Regions from separate parts of the Sus scrofa genome. Here all the other regions are linked to region 2. The links are chromatin contacts, called in public promoter capture Hi-C maps. All regions are on one chromosome and are shown on one strand. Each heading gives the region's core, a stretch centred on a gene start, on an enhancer-like site or on the middle of the called end of the contact. The rest is flanking DNA. Distances are from core to core; before and after follow the strand shown. Region 1 holds the start of TSG101 (tumor susceptibility gene 101 protein). Region 2 holds the start of SAAL1 (protein SAAL1). Region 3 holds the start of SPTY2D1 (protein SPT2 homolog).

What was found. Promoter capture Hi-C pulls out the DNA fragments that hold promoters and counts their contacts.
Region 1: a promoter capture Hi-C map of fetal liver shows a contact between it and region 2, with 3 times the contacts expected there. The contact joins the promoter of TSG101 here to the promoter of SAAL1 in region 2. A contact is called at or near these places in 1 of 5 promoter capture datasets (fetal liver) and 2 of 2 datasets of contacts at active chromatin or transcription factors (alveolar macrophages and skeletal muscle).
Region 3: a promoter capture Hi-C map of fetal liver shows a contact between it and region 2, with 2.1 times the contacts expected there. The contact joins the promoter of SPTY2D1 here to the promoter of SAAL1 in region 2. A contact is called at or near these places in 2 of 5 promoter capture datasets (fetal liver and liver).

What each region holds. Positions count from the first base shown.
Region 1 is chr2:40,671,537-40,674,531 of Sscrofa11.1, reverse strand. TSG101 (tumor susceptibility gene 101 protein) reads right to left here and starts at 1,345. Exons shown (of 16, transcript XM_021083264.1): 1 at 1,163-1,345. The coding sequence starts at 1,204. It overlaps UEVLD (ubiquitin-conjugating enzyme E2 variant 3), which reads right to left. Exons shown (of 12, transcript XR_002341551.1): 12 at 2,831-2,995.
Region 2 is chr2:41,026,867-41,030,194 of Sscrofa11.1, reverse strand. SAAL1 (protein SAAL1) reads right to left here and starts at 1,522. Exons shown (of 11, transcript XM_013994508.2): 1 at 1,344-1,522. The coding sequence starts at 1,475.
Region 3 is chr2:40,580,106-40,583,379 of Sscrofa11.1, reverse strand. It overlaps SPTY2D1 (protein SPT2 homolog), which reads right to left and starts at 1,564. Exons shown (of 6, transcript XM_021083260.1): 1 at 763-1,564.

The sequences.
Region 1 (2,995 bases), core at 96-2,595, 360 kb after region 2:
TGTCACTGCTCTCTGGCTTGGGTCACTGTTGGCGCAGAAAAAGCATGCTGCAGGCGGCGCCCAAAAAGCGCCAAAAAACAAACATAAATACCCCATTACTTTCTCTTTAGAAATTATTGGCTTTTCGATCAAAGACTAGGGGGATTATTTTACTGGGGGAAAAAGTCTACTTTTCAAATAAATAAGTTCATGAATAACAGCGTGTTTTAATAATATTGAAAATTGCTTAAACCGCTTTCTACCATTCTTGCTTTGACAAAAGTACCTAAGCTAACCCGTTTAACTGGAGAAGACTGAACTTTCAACCACTTCACATACATCTTATTCCAATTAGCTTTGGTAAATTGAAAAAAACAAAACAAAACCCCAAGTTCACTCTGGTACCAGGTGCCTCATTTTAAGTGGTTGTCAAAATAATTCACAGCTTTAAATACAAAATGCCTATCGGCTTTTTAAAAAAAATGAAAGAAATACATTGGTCTTGAGCTGTGGAAATCAAACATTTCAAAACAAATAAATTCGCGTAATAAGAAACATACATTTAAGGGTAGTTATTCTCAGCAAATCAAAGTAATGGTAATGGAATTCTATTTATTCACCTGTGGTAGTGAGGTACAGGTATTTTGGCTTTTCAAGGCGTTTTTACTTATAATTGAACCAATGCAACAAACAGTTACTGATCTCCTGCGGGTCGGCTATTGAGCTGCGTGAGGAATACAAACTGAAAAGGACACAATCTCCGAGGGCGGGGAGGGAAGGGCGAAGACAGACGAGCCCTACATTGGGACATGAGTGGAGAAGTGCCCCAGACCGAGAATTAAGTTCAAGCCCCTCTTTGTGCTGATATAAAGTAAGACGAAACTATTCTGCCCCTCAGACTGCTCCAAACTCTCTCTCCCCGAAGAGAGGAGGGCGGGCGGCAGGTGGCAGGCGGCCTCCGCTCTGCGCCTTTGTTGACTGTCGCCGCCCCCCGCCGGCCCCGGCCCGGGAATTCCCCGCACCGGGCGACAGGTTTCCCGGGACTGGGAGCGTCGGGGGCAGCCGGGGACTACACGGGGCTTCGGGCCCGCACCGGGGGCTGGCTAAACTGGTCGGGCAGGCCCCGGCGGCGCGGAAGGGAGCAGTGGGCGCGCGCCGAGCGGCGAGCGCGCCGCGGCCTCACCTTGGACACCATTTTCTTGAGCTGGCTCTCCGACCCCGCCATGGCTGCCGCCTCGCGACTCCCGTCCCCGCAGGCAGAGGGTCAGCCGCTCCGGGGCCGCCCCAGGCCGCCCCACACAATCGCACCGAGGAGCCAGCCCCCCACCCCCCCCTCCTCTAACTACAGGAAGTCGAGTGCTACCACAGAGCTTTCCGCTTCCGTTACGTCACTTCCGAGGTCGGCGACAGAGGATGGGCGTGGGCTGGGCTTGTTCTGGCAGGGTCAGGTGCTGCAGATGAGGGCAGACCTCTTCCGAGGGTGGGAATTTGGGCTGAGGTGAGCTAGGCAGGTTATTCACAGTTGCCCTTAGACCGAGAGAGCAGGTGCAGGGACGGGAAGAAGCGCGATTATCTTGCCGGTAAACTTTAATGGCTGATTCATCAAGTGGGAAAGCACTAGACTGGAGTCAGAAAACTCTTCTGCCACTGATTTCTGATAATAGTAGGCAAGTGCACTGTTAGCTCGGGCTTCAGTTTTTCTCCCACTCTAAGATGAGAGGCTTCTTCACTAGGTGATGCCAGTGTCACTCTGATTATCAGGTTGTTTTTCATTTTTAAGCTTAAAAATTCACCATACTACATTCACAAGGGCAAAATGCAGAGCCCTCGTTTCACAGGAGACCATCCCCTAAGTCAGACCTTCTCCTCTGTGCCCAGACATAGGTGATAATACAGACTGCCTTCTACCTTGGACTCCGTGTGTATACCAGGCTCTCCATTGTCAAAGTTCAAGTCTTTGCCCGCAGGCACATCTTCCGATCTTCATCGCCTTGTACAGTGCAAGAGTACATACTGTCTCAACTAAATTTCTACTACCCTTAAAAGTTCTTAATGGTCATTTATATTAATCATTATTATTGCACATCACCACCAGCTTTATAAGTACAGTGCTGTTCAAGGTACTGTAAAGCTTGGGTTTGATGGTGTAAAGAATGATTATTTAGGTGATTTAAGCATAGTGCTATGGAAGAATAGGCTTTGGTATTCTCTTCTAAATTGACATCTAAATGAAGGTCACATACACAGAGGGCCTAACTGAAGACAGGTGGAAGTATCATTACATTGATTGTGTGTGTGTGTGTGTGTGTGTGTGTGTGTGTAGGTATCTTTTTTTGGATATGAACACCATATATTGGTTAACCATACAGCTCCAGTCAAACCATAGGGCAGTCTAACCATACAGCTCCAGTCAAACCATAGGGCAGTCTATCCTTCCCTGCACCTTTTTTATGTCACTTAAATGTGGTTTTCAAGCTATTCTTAAAGTCAAAACTTAGCCAGGAGAGCTTTCAACTGCAGCAACTCTGCTTTTATCAATTAGAAGAGCACAAATAATACATTGTCTAAAAGTTTTCTTGTTAGGAAATACTTTAAAGTTCTAAAACAATTAAAATCCAATCTCAGAGGTCCCTGGTGGCCTACCAGTTAAGGATCCGGCATTGTCCCTGCTGCGGTCAGGTTCGATCCTTGGCCTGGGAGTGTCCACATGCCACGGGCCTGGCAAAAAAAAACCAAAATCTTCATTTTGCACTTAAGCTACTTAAAATGAAGGGACTGTATGAATTTATGTGAAAGAATCTTCTCAATCTGAATAAATTTCTTTCCACTCAATAAATTAGGAATCTCCCAGTAATTTTAAAGTAAAAGTTTATTATATTAATTATTCTTGATACTTAGGAATTTATGTAAATTGGAAAATAAAATCTCTCTGCATTACAATATCAGAGAAGCATTTTAATCCAAGCCCCACTAAAAACCACAAGAATAGACACTACATGATTTTGGAAAGATAAAA
Region 2 (3,328 bases), core at 273-2,772:
TGCAGTGAGCTGTGGTGTAGGTCACAGACACGGCTCGGATCCTGCATTGCTGTGGCTGTGGTGTAGGCCAGCAGCTACAGCTCCGATTTGCCCCCTAGCCTGAGAACATCCATATGCCGCAGGTGTGGCCCTAAAAAGCAAAAATAATAATAATAATACCCTGGGTACCTTGGGTAAATACTGTTGTTAGGCACTGGGGTAGAAATGCAAAGATGAATAAGATTTAATCCCCTGCTTTCAAATAGTTTAGGATCTAGTGGGGAAAAGACACACAAACTGATACAACAGAAAAGGCAAAGAGATTCAAATGAATTACGGACAAAGAACTGTAAGAATAAAAATGATGGACCAATGACCTAAGTCTGGAAGAAGTCTTCCCAGCTTCTCTTAGGAGGTGATAATGAGGCTAAATCTCTGAGGAGGAAGTGGAGTTTTCATGTGAAGAAGAGAGAAGAGCGTAAGAAGAAAATACAAGAGTTCAGAATCAAGAAAGGGCCTAGCATGTGTGGGGAATGTTGAACAGTTTAGTGTGTCATGGGCAGGTGAATCTGAAAATGTTGCAAAGAGCCCAAGCAAAGAAAGCTGCATTTTTCTCCTGAAGGCAAAGGAAAGTATGATGAGTTCCCAAGGACAACTTTTTTTTTTTTTTTTTTTAATTCTGGCAGCTGTGTAGAAGATGCGCTAGAGAGGACAGTGATTGGAAGTAGGGGAAAAAGTAAGGGAAACATAAGAACGTTCACATTTACTGAGAGGCTCCTGTAAGGCAAACACTATGGTAAGCACTCTATGACCACTATAATATTAGTTCATCTACACATTAACCCTATATAAAATAACATATATGTTATCATCCCACTTTATAGAAACCGAGAAAGAAATCGGCTAGGCGACTTGCTCAAAGTCACACAGGGCAAGCCTCGCTTTTGGTATCTGGGTTGTACGACTTCAAAATCGGCATTTATTCTACAACTTTAAGTCCAAGAGATTTCTCAGTTAGGACCTGGGATTCCAGAATTACAGTGGAATGGCGAGCAAAAACCTAGCAATGTGTTTACATGGTCATGTTTTTTGGAAAATTTGCAAAAGTAAAATATTTTAACTGCAAGCATTCAGCATCCCTGCAATTACAATTCCTTTTGTGTTGGGCGTAACAGGGAGTGGATCCCGGCAGCTTTGGGGTCCGCGGAGACCGCCAGGACGCAAGGGGTGAGACCCAGCCTCTGGGGCCTGGGAAGGGGTCGCCGTGGGGACCGCGGCTCCCAAGGCTGGAGGGGGCCGCCAGAGGCGGGGCGAGAGTCTAGGGGAACGTACGATGAGCCCATGAGAGGCGCGAGTTTCCGCACCTGGATGAGCCTGCTGAGGACGCCGAAGAGCCAGTGCTTACTGTACACGGTGCTGCCAATGCAGTCACCCCCGGCCGCCTCCTCTTTGTCCTCGTCCCCACTGAGCGGCGGCGGCGAAGGGTTTCTGTCCATGACGCCTCTGGCGCGCGGGAGCCGCTCCGGAAGCCGCGGGAGGAGGCGAGAGGCCTCGAGGTGCCAGAGGGCCCGGCGCGGCTCCTGTCACAGCGCCCCCTGTTGCCCGGCACCCTAAGTGCGGCCCAGTACGCCCATCAGGCTAAGGGTCCGCCCAATATGCCCATCAGGCTGGGAAAGACTTGATGGTCCTCAACGCTCTATCCAGGACCTCAGTGCAGTTATTTTCATAATTGTTGTTTGTCACCCTAACTGAACCAGCTACTCCATGTCTCCAGGAGCTCTTAGCTTGATTGGAAGGGACGAGAGTGGAAGGCAGGAAACAGGACAATGACCGGTACAGATGCAAAGCTATCCGCTCTCTGATCTCTGGGCAATATTACCACTCTCATCCGTTTCATTCTTCCCCCAGGTGTGATCGGAACCCTGGGAAAGACGAAAGTCAGCAGTAAGAACGTCAGTATGACAACTCCCTGTACATTCAGTTCCTGCTTCTATTTCGTCGGTTGGTACTCAACCTCAAACCCAGTGCTCCCCTGCACCCCACAGCAAATATTTAATGATACCACTTAACTTTAACGAAATGAAATTTACAGATCATTAACCTACCTCAACACGTAATTTCAATAATTTCAATACGGTTTCCTTACAAAAACCAAAAATAAAATTAATTTAAATAATATGTATGTTAATGTTTTAAATGTTCAGGCACAACTGTGCTAGAAGGCACAATAAAAATCTCCAATTTTGTTCCATATACATTAAAGCACTGTGAGCCCAACATTTGTAAATGCCGAATGACAGAGTTGTGGTTCCATCAGGACCCTGCTTCTCAAAATCATGAACAGATGATGGTAAAATTTCTACTGAATTTAAGTTCCAGTTACACAGCAATAGCACTTGTAGAAGTTCTAAAGTATATTAAAACTGGAGAAAAAACACTCTGTTAGTACATAAAATACAATTGGATCCTTGGCTCAAATAATTATAAACGTTTTTTCATCTTATGTGCAGGGGCAGACCCGAGTTTTGTGGGGCCTGAATTATGCAATTTCACAAGCCCCTTTTAGGGAGAACAGTACAAACGTACAAATATTAAATTAGTTACAATAGGAAATATTTATTTAGAATGAGAAAAAAGAAATCACAGCAAATTACCAATTTTAAGTAGCCAAAAAATACCTTAAAATGAAATTCAGAAAAATATCCAACTGTTTTTATTAATAAGTGGCCTGGCAGACTTCCACAATCCTTTTTCTTTTTTTAATGGACTTTATTTTTGGAGCAGTTTTAGGTTCACAGCAATCATAAGCAGAAGGTACAGAGATTTTTCCATAGAACCCTTGTCACCACTCATGCTTAGCCTCCACCGTTACCAGTATTCCCCATCAGATATAATAAACAACATTTGATACAATGAGGAGTTCCTTTCAGGGCTCAGCATTAATGAACCGGACTAGGATCCATGAGGACATGGATTCGATCCCTGACCTCACTCAGTGGGTTAAGGATCTGATGTTGCTGTGATCTGTGGTGTAGGTTGCAGACGCGGCTCAAATCCCACGTTGTTGTGGCTGTGGTGTAGGGCGGCAGCTGTAGCTCTGATTCAACCCCTAGCCTGGGAACCTACAAATGCTGTGGGTGTGTCCCTAAAAAGACAAAAAAAAAAAGGCAACAGTTGATACAATGCATGAACCTACATTGGTGCATCATTTTCACCAGAGTCCGTAGTTTACATTAGGGTTCGCTCAGTGTTGTACATTCTATGATCTAGCAAATTCATAGTGGCATATATCCACCGTATAGTATCACAGAGAATAGTTAGTTTCACTGATGTAAAAATCCACTGTGCT
Region 3 (3,274 bases), core at 315-2,814, 450 kb after region 2:
GTTCCCGCCTCGCGTCTCAATCCCGTCTTGACCCCCCCCCCAGTTACAGAAGTACATGCCAAAGAGAGAGAAAAAACAAACAAGCAAACAAAAAAACCTATGAAACAAACAAAAACCCCCCAAAACCGGCGTCCAGATCTTTCCTCTCCCAGAGCCGATAAGAGGATGCCTGGAAGTTCCACGAACCACACAGTCCAAACTTGAAGACCAAACAAGAACTTGAAGCACTCCTACAGTCGCGCTCCGGCTGGTACTTACTGGCACATTATTGACACCCTGTCCTTTGGAAGCTATCAGGAGAATCTCCCTGAAGTCCATTCTGGCCGAGGCGGAGAACTGGGCCAGACGCTCGGAGAGCGGTGGAAACACGCCTTACCGAGGCGACCAGCAACAGCCGAATGAACTGCTTGGCTAGCCTCTCTCCTACCCCTCCTATGCAAGACCACTTCCGGCGCTTAGCAATGCCGTCTGCCCGCCCCCTTCCCTTCAGCGCCCAATACCATTTCAGGTCCGCCGCTTCCCTCGCGAGTCTTTGGTGTAACTTCCGCTTTTAGGCTCGAGACACGTAGAAACGTACTACGTGGCTGCTGGCGTCGGCTCAAGGGGGCGGGTCTAATCCTTACATGTAAGGAGACTCGGCCTGGTAAATTACGGGGTGTGGCTAAAGACAGCGGCTCTCCTAGCAACCCTGGCGCGAGGCCTGCCGATTTTGCTCGTTGTGAGCTCTACGTAGGGGAAGCAAGGGGATGAGGGATTACCTACCCGGCCTGGGTTCCCTGGGAATCACGGGTGGATGCTCAGGTTCGAGACGGCGGCGCCCCAACCGCCAAACCGACAGGTCTCGAGCAGGGGTTTCAGTTACCCGTTTGTAGGTACTCGCGGAACCGCGCAGGCGCACACGGCCCCGACTGTCTTGGGTACACATTACTCATCGCGTGCTGGCAGAGGGTGTGTGCTCACCTCCTACACTAATGCACGTGTGCCGTGTACAGGGGAGCCCGCTTACAGCTTTAGTCTCCTTTAGATAAGCCCCGCGCGTAGGGCAGGCAACAGTGTTTTGTTCAGTGGATGAAGAAATTTCTCACATACAGACCCAGCCTGGATACACTTGGCGCACTGATGAAATACAAATATGCCCCATATTCATATTAATATTCTTTGGGAGGCCAGTTCTGAGTTCCTTTAAAGAGTCATCTGGGGTAGTTGTCTTGTGGTGTGGCGGATTAAGGACCCAGCATTTTCAGTGCAGCGGCTTGGGTGGCTGCTGCGGTGCGAGTTCCATCCCCGGCTGAGGAACTTCCGTGTGCCCTGGGCTCGACCTTTAAAAAAAAGAAAAAGAGAGGGGAGGCGGGGGAGAAAGAGTTATCTGAGGTCAGTAAAATACACTAATTAGGCAGACCTGGGTCTGTGGGTAAGAACAAGCCAGATTGGCAGCAAACAGTAGGGATATTTTGGTGTGATGGAAATTCTTGGAAACTGGATTGTGCTGATGGCTGTGCTGTTATTTTACTAAAAAGTCGTGCACTAAAAAACATGTGAATTTTATGGTATGTAAATTATCTCAGTAAAACTGTTTTAAAAGATTAGGCAAAGCCTGTCTTACTATTTCAACCCAAGTTTTAATGCTGAAGCGTGGCCCTGACTACATTTCTCCATTTAAGGCTGCCCAAGCAATAGACCAAGATTAAGTTTTTATTCCCTCTGGGGAGCCCCACAGAGCACATTGATCTCGGATGCTCTGTATTCCTTTCAAATACATAACTATCCATTTTAAGTAGTTTACACTTGCAGGAGACCAACTATAAATATTTCACCCTCTGGAGATTGTGAGTTATATGGGAGCTTGGGTCTAATATATTGAAAAAACAGATGATAGGTTCCTCATCTCTTAAAAATTAAAACTAAGATTTTACAATGTCCTTCCTGTGGTTCTCTATTCAGAGTCATCATTTAGTGGTTAACAGATCTTCAAGTTAACACCATAGCTCATCAGAAATGAATCCGACTAGTATCTATAAAGACACAGTTTCCATCCCTGGCGTTGCTCAGTGGGATAAGGATCTGGCAACGCCGTGAGCTGTGGGGTAGGTTGCAGACTCGGCCTGGATCCCATGTTGCTGTTGCTGTGGTATAGGCCGGCAGCTGTAGCTCCACTTGACCCCTAGCCTGAGAACCTCCATATGCTGCAGGTTCTAAAAAGACAAAAAAAAATTTTTTTTAATCTTTTTTGTTTTTTTTTTTTTTAAATGTCTGCATCTGCAGTATATGGAAGTTCCCAGGCTAGGGATTGAATCCAACTCCTCTGGGACCTACGCCACAGTGCAGGGCCAGGGGATGAAACCAGTACCTCTGCAGCAAGCAGAGCTGCTGCAGTCCAAGCAGCTTTCTTAACCCACTGGGCCACAGCAGAAACTCAGAAGATCAAAATCTCAATGCTGCCCTATCCTGTTAAGAACTTCTATGATTGACCCTGGCCCTCTTTAACATCATCAGCCTGATTCTATCATTCTATTAGAAGTGCCAAACTCTTCCACTCCAGGCCCTCTCCAAATAATCCCATCTGCTTGGTATGCACCCTTTAACCTTTGCCGGGCCAGCTCCAACTCATTGTTTAGCACTCCATAAACTTGTGGTGATTGGTTTTCAGGGTTCAAGCCCCAGCCTTCTTGAATCCTAGCTATTGCAGGACCTTAGGCAAGAGCTTCCCCTCTCTCTGTACCTCAGTTTAGGATGGTAAAATAGCAGTGATAGAATTGCTGTAAAATATTGCATATAAGAACTGTAAATTAGTACCTGGCTATTACAGGATAAGTTGTATGTCCCCCCAAATTCATAATGTTGATAGAAATAAGCAGTAAACAATCCATAATAGGAATAAAAAAGGTTTTATTCAGGTCAAACTACAGACTACAGCCCAAGAGATAATCTCTCAGAAAGCTCTGAGGAACTCCTCCAAAGAAGCATGGTTTTTAGCAGAGTTGGGTTTTGTTTGTTTGCTTGTTTTTGTTTTTTTAGGGCCGAACCCAAGGCATATGGACATTTCCAGGCTAGAGGTTTAGTCGGAGCTGTAGCCACCGGCCTATGCCACAGCAATGCCAGATCCAAGCCATGTCTGCGACTTACACCACAGCTCATAGCAACGCCAGATCCCTGACCCGCTGAGCAAGGCCAGGGATCGAATGTGAAATCTTGTGGTTCCTAGTTGGATTCGTTTCTGCTGCACCATGATGGGAACTCCGAGCACAGTTTTATGTTTTCTCAGAAAAAGGTTCCC